2 separate regions of the Nothobranchius furzeri genome follow, and region 2 is linked to region 1. Evidence: chromatin contacts called from public Micro-C data. All regions are on one chromosome and are shown on one strand. The core of a region is the stretch at or near the end of the contact, and the rest is flanking DNA. Distances in the headings are between cores, read along the strand shown.

What was found. Hi-C and Micro-C count contacts between places; a contact is called where the count stands out from the background.
Region 2: a contact with region 1 is called in a Micro-C map of tail fin, with 5 times the contacts expected there. The contact joins the enhancer-like site here to the promoter of fbxo11a in region 1. A contact is called at or near these places in 2 of 2 Hi-C or Micro-C datasets (skeletal muscle and tail fin).

The regions. Positions count from the first base shown.
Region 1 is chr12:16,498,446-16,502,317 of NfurGRZ-RIMD1, forward strand. It overlaps fbxo11a (F-box protein 11a), which reads right to left and starts at 1,648. Exons shown (of 22, transcript XM_015944478.3): 1 at 1,028-1,648. The coding sequence starts at 1,121.
Region 2 is chr12:16,555,992-16,559,863 of NfurGRZ-RIMD1, forward strand. ppp1r21 (protein phosphatase 1, regulatory subunit 21) reads left to right here. Exons shown (of 22, transcript XM_054750164.2): 20 at 1,169-1,267; 21 at 1,355-1,483; 22 at 1,955-2,559. The coding sequence ends at 1,984. Among protein-coding and RNA genes, the nearest start is that of ston1, 5.8 kb to the right of the region's middle. Within about 2 kb of position 1,725, at least 1 of the 3 cell types and tissues checked has an H3K27ac peak or open chromatin away from gene starts, as enhancers often do. A contact at or near this core is called in tail fin, where this site is marked.

The DNA of each region.
Region 1 (3,872 bases), core at 398-2,897:
AACTCTTTGTTTCATTTTAAAACAGATATTCAGATGTCATTGATATTTGCTGCCACTATTAGAGAGCCATGTACACATTGTTGGGATATATTGTTGAAATAAGTTATTTATGATACACAACGCAAATATATATTTCTGATTAATTAATTTTAACCTAATAAAATTTGTCTGTTGTGTTACTTCAATAACGTTAACAATCTATAATCTTTGATCACGCAGTTAATCTGATTCACACACTGCAGCTTTAACATTAAAAGCACAACTGCTATCAAGTCGTTCAACATTATTCCTGATTAGTGATCCTGAGAATTATGTATATTCTGACACTTAAGCTGTGGCAGCTACAACAAAACGCTGACAATTTTTATTTCAGCAATGATTTTTGCAAAAAAGAACTAAAAACCTAACGGCATAAGTCATCATTAAAAATTATTTCCTCCGCATAAATTACAGGAAGCATGGAACGTTTTCATGTATTAGCATTACAAAGTCAATGAAGACAGCGACTTTTTAATTTTATTACTTTTTATTGGGGGAGCGGGGGCGGGGACGTACAGGACGGATAGCCAAATATGCTAATAACAACCAACTAGCTCAGGCTACGTACGTTAGCGTGCTACCATTACAGTCAAAAGCGCTCGGTGTAACGTTCCTTGCTCGTGAATCTAGCAAACTGTTGCCAAACATTGTTGATTTCCGGCACATTAGCAATGTTACCTCACGAAAGCGCAAAAAACAGCAGCGGTATGAAGTCAGAGAAGCCAAACAAAGGCCGACACGGAGCATAAAATCAAGCAAAACAAAGCGCGGCCTAAATGCTACGGACAACCACAAAAGCCTCGGTGTTTCCTGAATCGAAGGCTACCCCTGAAAACACTGTCTGGCCGTAACGTCTAACGTCGCTCCGCTGTATTGTCAACAATTTACAATCTATCACGTTCAAAGCCACAGGGCCATGACACACATGATAAATTCAACACATAGTGTCACCTGTATTGTAATTTAACTACAACTAAAACTGAAATACCTCTTTCTTGGTGGTTCCTCTCCGGTTGCACCGGGCGCGGCCTCGACACTCGCCTGGGTCTTCTGCTAACGTTACTTGCTCTGACGGAGTTCATTTGGGGTGTTGGTAATCTTGAGAAAATGTCGAAGCTTGCACAGCAGAAGAGGCGACGCCAAGTACGCCGTCTATGTCTTCTTCTTCAACGTTTCCCGATCTGCCATCGTTCGCCGTGGCTCAAGAGAAACGTATCGATGCGTGTTTAGTCCCGTTCCCCTGCACTGGTGTTGCGACGGTCTAGCCCCGTTCCGCGGTAGCAGGAGGAGCCATAACAGACAGGGACCGGTCCGTCAGGCCTCAGTCACATCACACGGGAGGAGGAGGAACTCTCGCGGTGGTTGGAACGTCTAAATAAACCATACACATCGTTTTATTACACTGGAATAATTTCCATTAGTCAAGATCTTATTAATCAGGACAGACAAGTTGATTTTTACAATCTGCAACCAAAGAAACATAGTTACACTGTCCTTTAAATAAATATATTTTAATCTCAAATGTTCATTTAGAAAAACTTCTTTTCCAGGCATGCAAAAGTGCATGTTTGTAAATATCACTAATAGAATTCTTACATTGAGTTTTTAAATGTTCCATAACGTCATTTGTTGTCATGATTTTTATTTCTCTTGTTTGAATATTTTAGAAGTTACATCCTACTAGATCCCAAATACCGTTGAAAATATTTTAGTTACATCATTGCTATTCATTGAATTATTTGCTGATAGATAATATTGTTGTTTAACTAGTTGTAACACAAATAACAGATCTTGTAAAAACAATTTTCTTGCATAACTAAAATTGTAATAATTACACTGTAAAAATGTTAACATAAAAATTGACACTAATGCTTTATTTGTCTCATAGATCAGAATAATTTTGGATAGACATGAATCAAAAGTGAAAGTTACTGTAATGTTGTTTAAATGAAACCACAAATCTCTTAACTGTGCTTGTTTTGTTTGATTGATTGTTTATTTTCAAGAAAAAGCAAAATACAATTTGACATCTTCCAAAAGCAGTTAAATAATTTTTCTAAATTAGAGATAAACCACATGCATGTTTTTTGTTAGAATAAATAGACATGGGTGACTGTGTGAACGTGTTTCTCAGCAGCTGATGCGGGCCTTGTTCCTACAACTAAAGCTTTCCTAGGAGCCAGATTACACAAAAAGCTTGGTTTAGGTCTTATTTGTCTGACAGGTCCCAACGGGTGGTGTTGAACAACATCTCATCTCGCTCTGCTCCTCTCTCGTGTGGGGTCCCGCAGGGATCTATTCTGGGCCCTTTGTTGTTTTGTCTTCACCTCCTTTCCCTCAGCTTAATTCTAAAAAAAACACTGTGTTCAATATCACTTATATGCTGTCAGATTTACGTGTCGGTGAAACCCCAGCAATCCATCCAGCCTCTTCTAGATTGCCTACGTGATGTGAAATGTTGGCTGGCCACAAATTTTCTGCATCTCAATGATTCCAAGACTGAACTGATCCTGTTTAATCCGGTCAGATCTAGCTCATTCCAAACCCCAGATCTTTCATCTGTTTCGCGAAATCGAAAAACCGTTGTGACAAACCTGGGTGTGAAGATGGATTTATCTCTAAGGATGGACGCCCAGGTCAATGCCACTGTAAAATCTTGTTTTTTCCAACTCCGCCATCTGTACAAATTAAGAGCCGTTTTATCTAGAAAAAATTCGGAATCAGTTGTTCATGCCTTCATCATATCTAGGCTCGACTACTCAAATGCAATTTTGCTGGGTGCCAATAAGTCAACCCTTGCCCGACTTCAACTCGTTCAAAATGCAGCTGCTAGATTCCTCACGCGTACTGACAGGCGCCAGCACATAACACCAGTTCTCAAATCCCTTCATTGGCTGCCCATCACTTTCAGGGTCCAATATAAAATGCTACTTTTTGTTTTCAAATCCCTCCATGGTCTTGCCCCTGTGTACTTATCTGATCTTCTTTCAATTTATACTCCTGGTCGCACACTCAGGTCCTCCAGCCTGTTGCTCCTCGAGGTCCCGAAAGTGTGTTACAAATCACGCGGACAAAGAGCTTTCTCTGTCGCCGGTCCTAAACTGTGGAACGAACTTCCAGTCACAGTTTGACTGGCATCCTCCTTGGCAGATTTTAAGTCTAGACTAAAGACACACTATTTTACCCTTGCTTTTAATAGTTAGCTGTTTGTTTGGTTTTTGCTACTCTTATTTTATCATCTATTGTAAGGTTTTATTGGTACATTTTTATCGGCTTGTCGTTTTTATTGTTGGTTGTAATTCATAGTACTGTTTTATGTTTTCTATCTCTGTTATTGTGCGACTGTTCAGCACTTTGGTCAGCCGTATGGCTGTGTTTTAAAAGTGCTATATAAATAAAGGTGGTATGGTATGGTATGGTATTATGCTCTAATCTTTAAAGCTAAAAAATACTTTTGGAAATAAATAAGCAGAAAAATATAATGTCCGAAAACGCTGCACATTTCCACCAGCAGATGGCAGCAGAGACAAAAGTCTTTAATTAATTGGCATGGCTGATATTTAGGTAGGGCATTAAAAGCTACAATTTTACCGTTTTAAGACCCCAATGAATGTTTAGAAAGTGTAGTGTTTTTTCTTCACCTGGGAATTAAAAATCTGTGGATTTGATTTAAGTGAGAAAAAGTTTTGCAGTGTTTTATTGAAATATATAAACAACCAGAGAATGGTTTTATAACACTTTACTATTTGGTTGTAATTAAAGAGTTTGTGTGTAAAAGAATTTTTATAGGGATATAAAAGGGACAAATAATTTTATATCCCCATAAAAAGCAC
Region 2 (3,872 bases), core at 475-2,974, 58 kb after region 1:
AATCTGACGTAAAACATCTGATTTAATCTTATAAAACGGCAAACCTGTCCTTTTAAATTCATCCTGAAATAGAGATTTTCAAATATAATAATGCTTTTATTTATTTTAGCTAGTTCTACTACATTAATATTTATTTCTACATGGATGACAGCAACAACGTACCGTCACACAATGTACTGCAGGTGGGGAATTCAGACACTATAACACGTATCTGCTAGCTAGCGGGCTAATGCCGAGCTAACATGTCACCTCAGGAGAAAGAAAATGTCTGCAGTTTGAACGTTTTTTAAACTGACAATAAGCTCTACGAATACGTTGCGCCACCTTAAGAACAAACTTCATCCTTCTCATTTGGCTTTTCCCTTCATGAGTCACCACAGCGAATCACGCGTCTCCACCTGGTCTTACTCCGACACCTTAAAAACCAACACCCTGGAGCTCAGGCGGAAACGCGAAGTCGGCGGACACTGACAGATAAACTAAAAAAGGAGTAGAAGTTGCCGATGGACAGCTAAAAGGTCACAGCCAAGATGGCTGTGTTTTCATCACCCTGGAAAACGGTGTGTGGTTGCAGACGTCGGGTTTCAGTCTCCTGGAGCCGCGGTATGAGCGGCCTTCTCAGCACAACTTAACGGGCGCAGCGCTACAGGTGTTCTGCAGAAAAGAGCAAACCTGTCTGAGTAGCAAAGTTCCCGTCTTTCACGGGAACGCTCGTCGCTCATTACAGCTGCATGCTGTGAGAAGTGGGGCGACTTTTGATCACATTTCGTAATATCGGTGCTTTTAAGTGGGCCGGCTTTTTGAAACTGTACGTCTCAGCTCACCAGTCCGTTTTTTCCAGCGTACCAGTGGTACCGGTACTTTCCACGACTTTCTCTCAGTCGAAGCCTGTCCTACTCCCAGTTCCACCCCCCGTACACCACTTAACGCTCTTTGTAAATTGCGATGTAAAGATGTGATCAGACCATGGCTCCTTTTTGCCCTGGTGCATCAGTTCCTTTCATTCTTGTGTGCTAGAAATGGCAGTGTCCTTGATCTGTTGTTGCTTTTTAGTTTCAAACGTTCAGGCCTCTTATAGAAACGTCTGCTTACCCGAGTGTTTCATCTAGCTGTATTTACTTCAGAGCTGCCGGGGCACAGCAGTTGTTTACATTTTCCTCCTCTTTAGTGTCGAGCTTTGGCAAAGAGATTAACCATCGCGGAAAAAGCACGGGAGACGCTAAGCGAAGAGGTCAAACTGGCTAATCAGAACATCACACGCTTGCAGGTGAAAATGCAAAGAAGCTCCTTTGGCTGAGTATTTTCTGTTATTTCTCTAAGCAGGGAGACGTTTATCTAATTGTCTCTTATGCAGGACGAGCTCACCACCACTAAGAGGAGCTACGAAGACCAGCTTAGCATGATGAGCGACCATCTGTGTAGCATGAATGAGACTTTGAGCAAGCAGAGGGAGGAAATCGACACCCTCAAACTGGGTGGCAAGGTACTCCAAGCATTTATGATGATGAGAAATATACATTTTTATTCGTCTCTGTCAGAAAAGAGGACCAGATCATGTGACTTTGGGAAGTTTTCCTCTGTTACGAGGTGAACCAGGAGGTCATCGGTGGCGCCGTGCTTCTTGCCTGTATTTTATGTAAAAAGCACCTGCTTGCAGCCATCTGCCAAAGTCATTAAGCAGAAGTAGAGGGGAAGCTTGCTTGTATGCGTGCATGTTGCTGCTTGTGCATGCACACACGGCTGTGTGTCAGGAAGCCACAGGCCAAAACACGCTCACGCTCTCCTGGTGGCTATTTTCTCATGAAGTCCACCGGCTAGCCTCTGCATGTCTTTAGAATTTGAACGAAATACACAAATCTGAGCTTGTCTTAACCAACGGTACCTGAATCTATCACAAAACTTTTTCTATTATCTAAATTTTTATTTATTTATTTATTTTTCTATATTTGTTCAGGCAAATGCCAAAAAGAACAAGGGCCGTTAACGCTACCCCGGAAGTCCGGACTCTCCGGGGAAACATCAGTGCTGCGGAGCCTCTCAGCAGCATCGTGATGCCTTCACTGCCTCCACTACAGGACAACTTCTGGAGCCTCAGATTCCTCCGCTGTCGAGCAATCACACGGCAAACAAACTCTTCAGAAGCTCGGATATTTGATTTGACTCGCCGCATCACCTGTTAAAACATCATTAGCTAACGCTGGTTTCTGAACTCCACGTGAAGATGAAGTAAACTGGAGACGAGACTCGAAGCCCAAAACCCCGTTAATGTGTCATCTGTCAAAGTGTGAAAGAAACGCCGTTCACACCTTGTTTGTGAACATTAATGACTTTGATTCCATTTTGCAGTTAAATAGTCATCCAACTAGAGATTATTTCTGGGTTTGCTGTAAAAAAAAAGTCTTTGAAATCTTACTGAAAATCCAACAAAGGAACACTTGAATCTTTACTGATGGGAAGGGGAAAAAAGAACGCCGACCTTTCAGCACTGATTAGCTGTGTATACTTTCACGAGTTAAAGGTGGACAAGTTGAAGCTTGTGAAAATTGTCAGTCTGTGTCAGAAAACTTGCTCTGTAACAGTTTAATTTTTTTCTTTTAACCACCAAAGGAAACATGGATGCACACTCGGCTTCATAAACTCACGAGATGTTGAATAAAAAAAAGTGGTCATTGTGAATTAGACACTCATTTAAAATTATGATGTATTTGAAATTTATATGTGCAAAAATATAAATTTATTCAGAAGTTACAAATCTTTATTTACCCAGATTTTTTAATATATACGATGAATGTAAAATAGTTTTTTTTCCATAGTAAACTGCTAACTTTACTGATTGCATTGACTTATACCATGAGGCAGATGGAAAGGTGTGTGTGTGTGTCAGAGCCAGCTCTTATCATGTACCAACACGAGATGAATGCTAGAAAACTTCAGCAGTTCTCCCAAACTTCATTCAGACCTCTTATTTGCCAAGACTCGACCATTTCTAAACTGGAAAAAAAACCTGTTTAAAGCACATATGTGAAACCGAATAAAGACCTTGCTCATGATTTAAGACGCATGTAGCCTTGCTTAATGGTTTGTCCGACCCGACATTACGTGTCTCTGTAAACGGTCTGTAATTAAGAAACAAAAGCTGTGTGTAACACACCCGGACCACTGGGAGATGAGCTGGAGGATCGGCCTTTCATGGCGTCACTGGTTTAGAGAGGAGAAAGCCTGTTAAATATTTTATGTTTTGAAGCACTCTCAGTTCACAGCTCCTGTGGTCAAAGATGCTTAGGTATTAATAAGTGCCACTTATTGTGCAGAGAATTGCTGAAAACCAACACATTTAGGGTTTTATGATCTAAATTATACAAGCAGTAAGAAATACTGGCCTCTGTCTTAATTTTAGAATATATTCGACACTTGGAGGTGGAGATGATGTTTGAGCTATGTAATGCTCAAAATGATGATTTAAAGAAAAATCTTTGGCAAATAAGCAAATGGTGTGGACATGTTGGATTTGTTAAATAGGCTTACTCATTTAAATTTTATATTTGAACAATAAAATTGACAAGAAATTCAAGATTAATATCTGGAAATGTCAAACATTAGAGACAAATACTACGCATCAACCATGTACTGTCTTTTTTAACTATTGATTTTTTTAATACCAACACAAAATATGCATTGCAGCACCTTGTTTGGCAACCCACAATAGTGCTCTCTAACGGCTGGTAGATGTAAACATAAACCCAGTGTCGTGCCTCTAAATATTTGATTATTTTTTAATTAAAATGAAATACTATACATTCATTCTGCACAACTCTAAACGCCCCGTGGAAGTATTTTGTTTATTTGGCTATTTATGAAATTTTCCACATTCA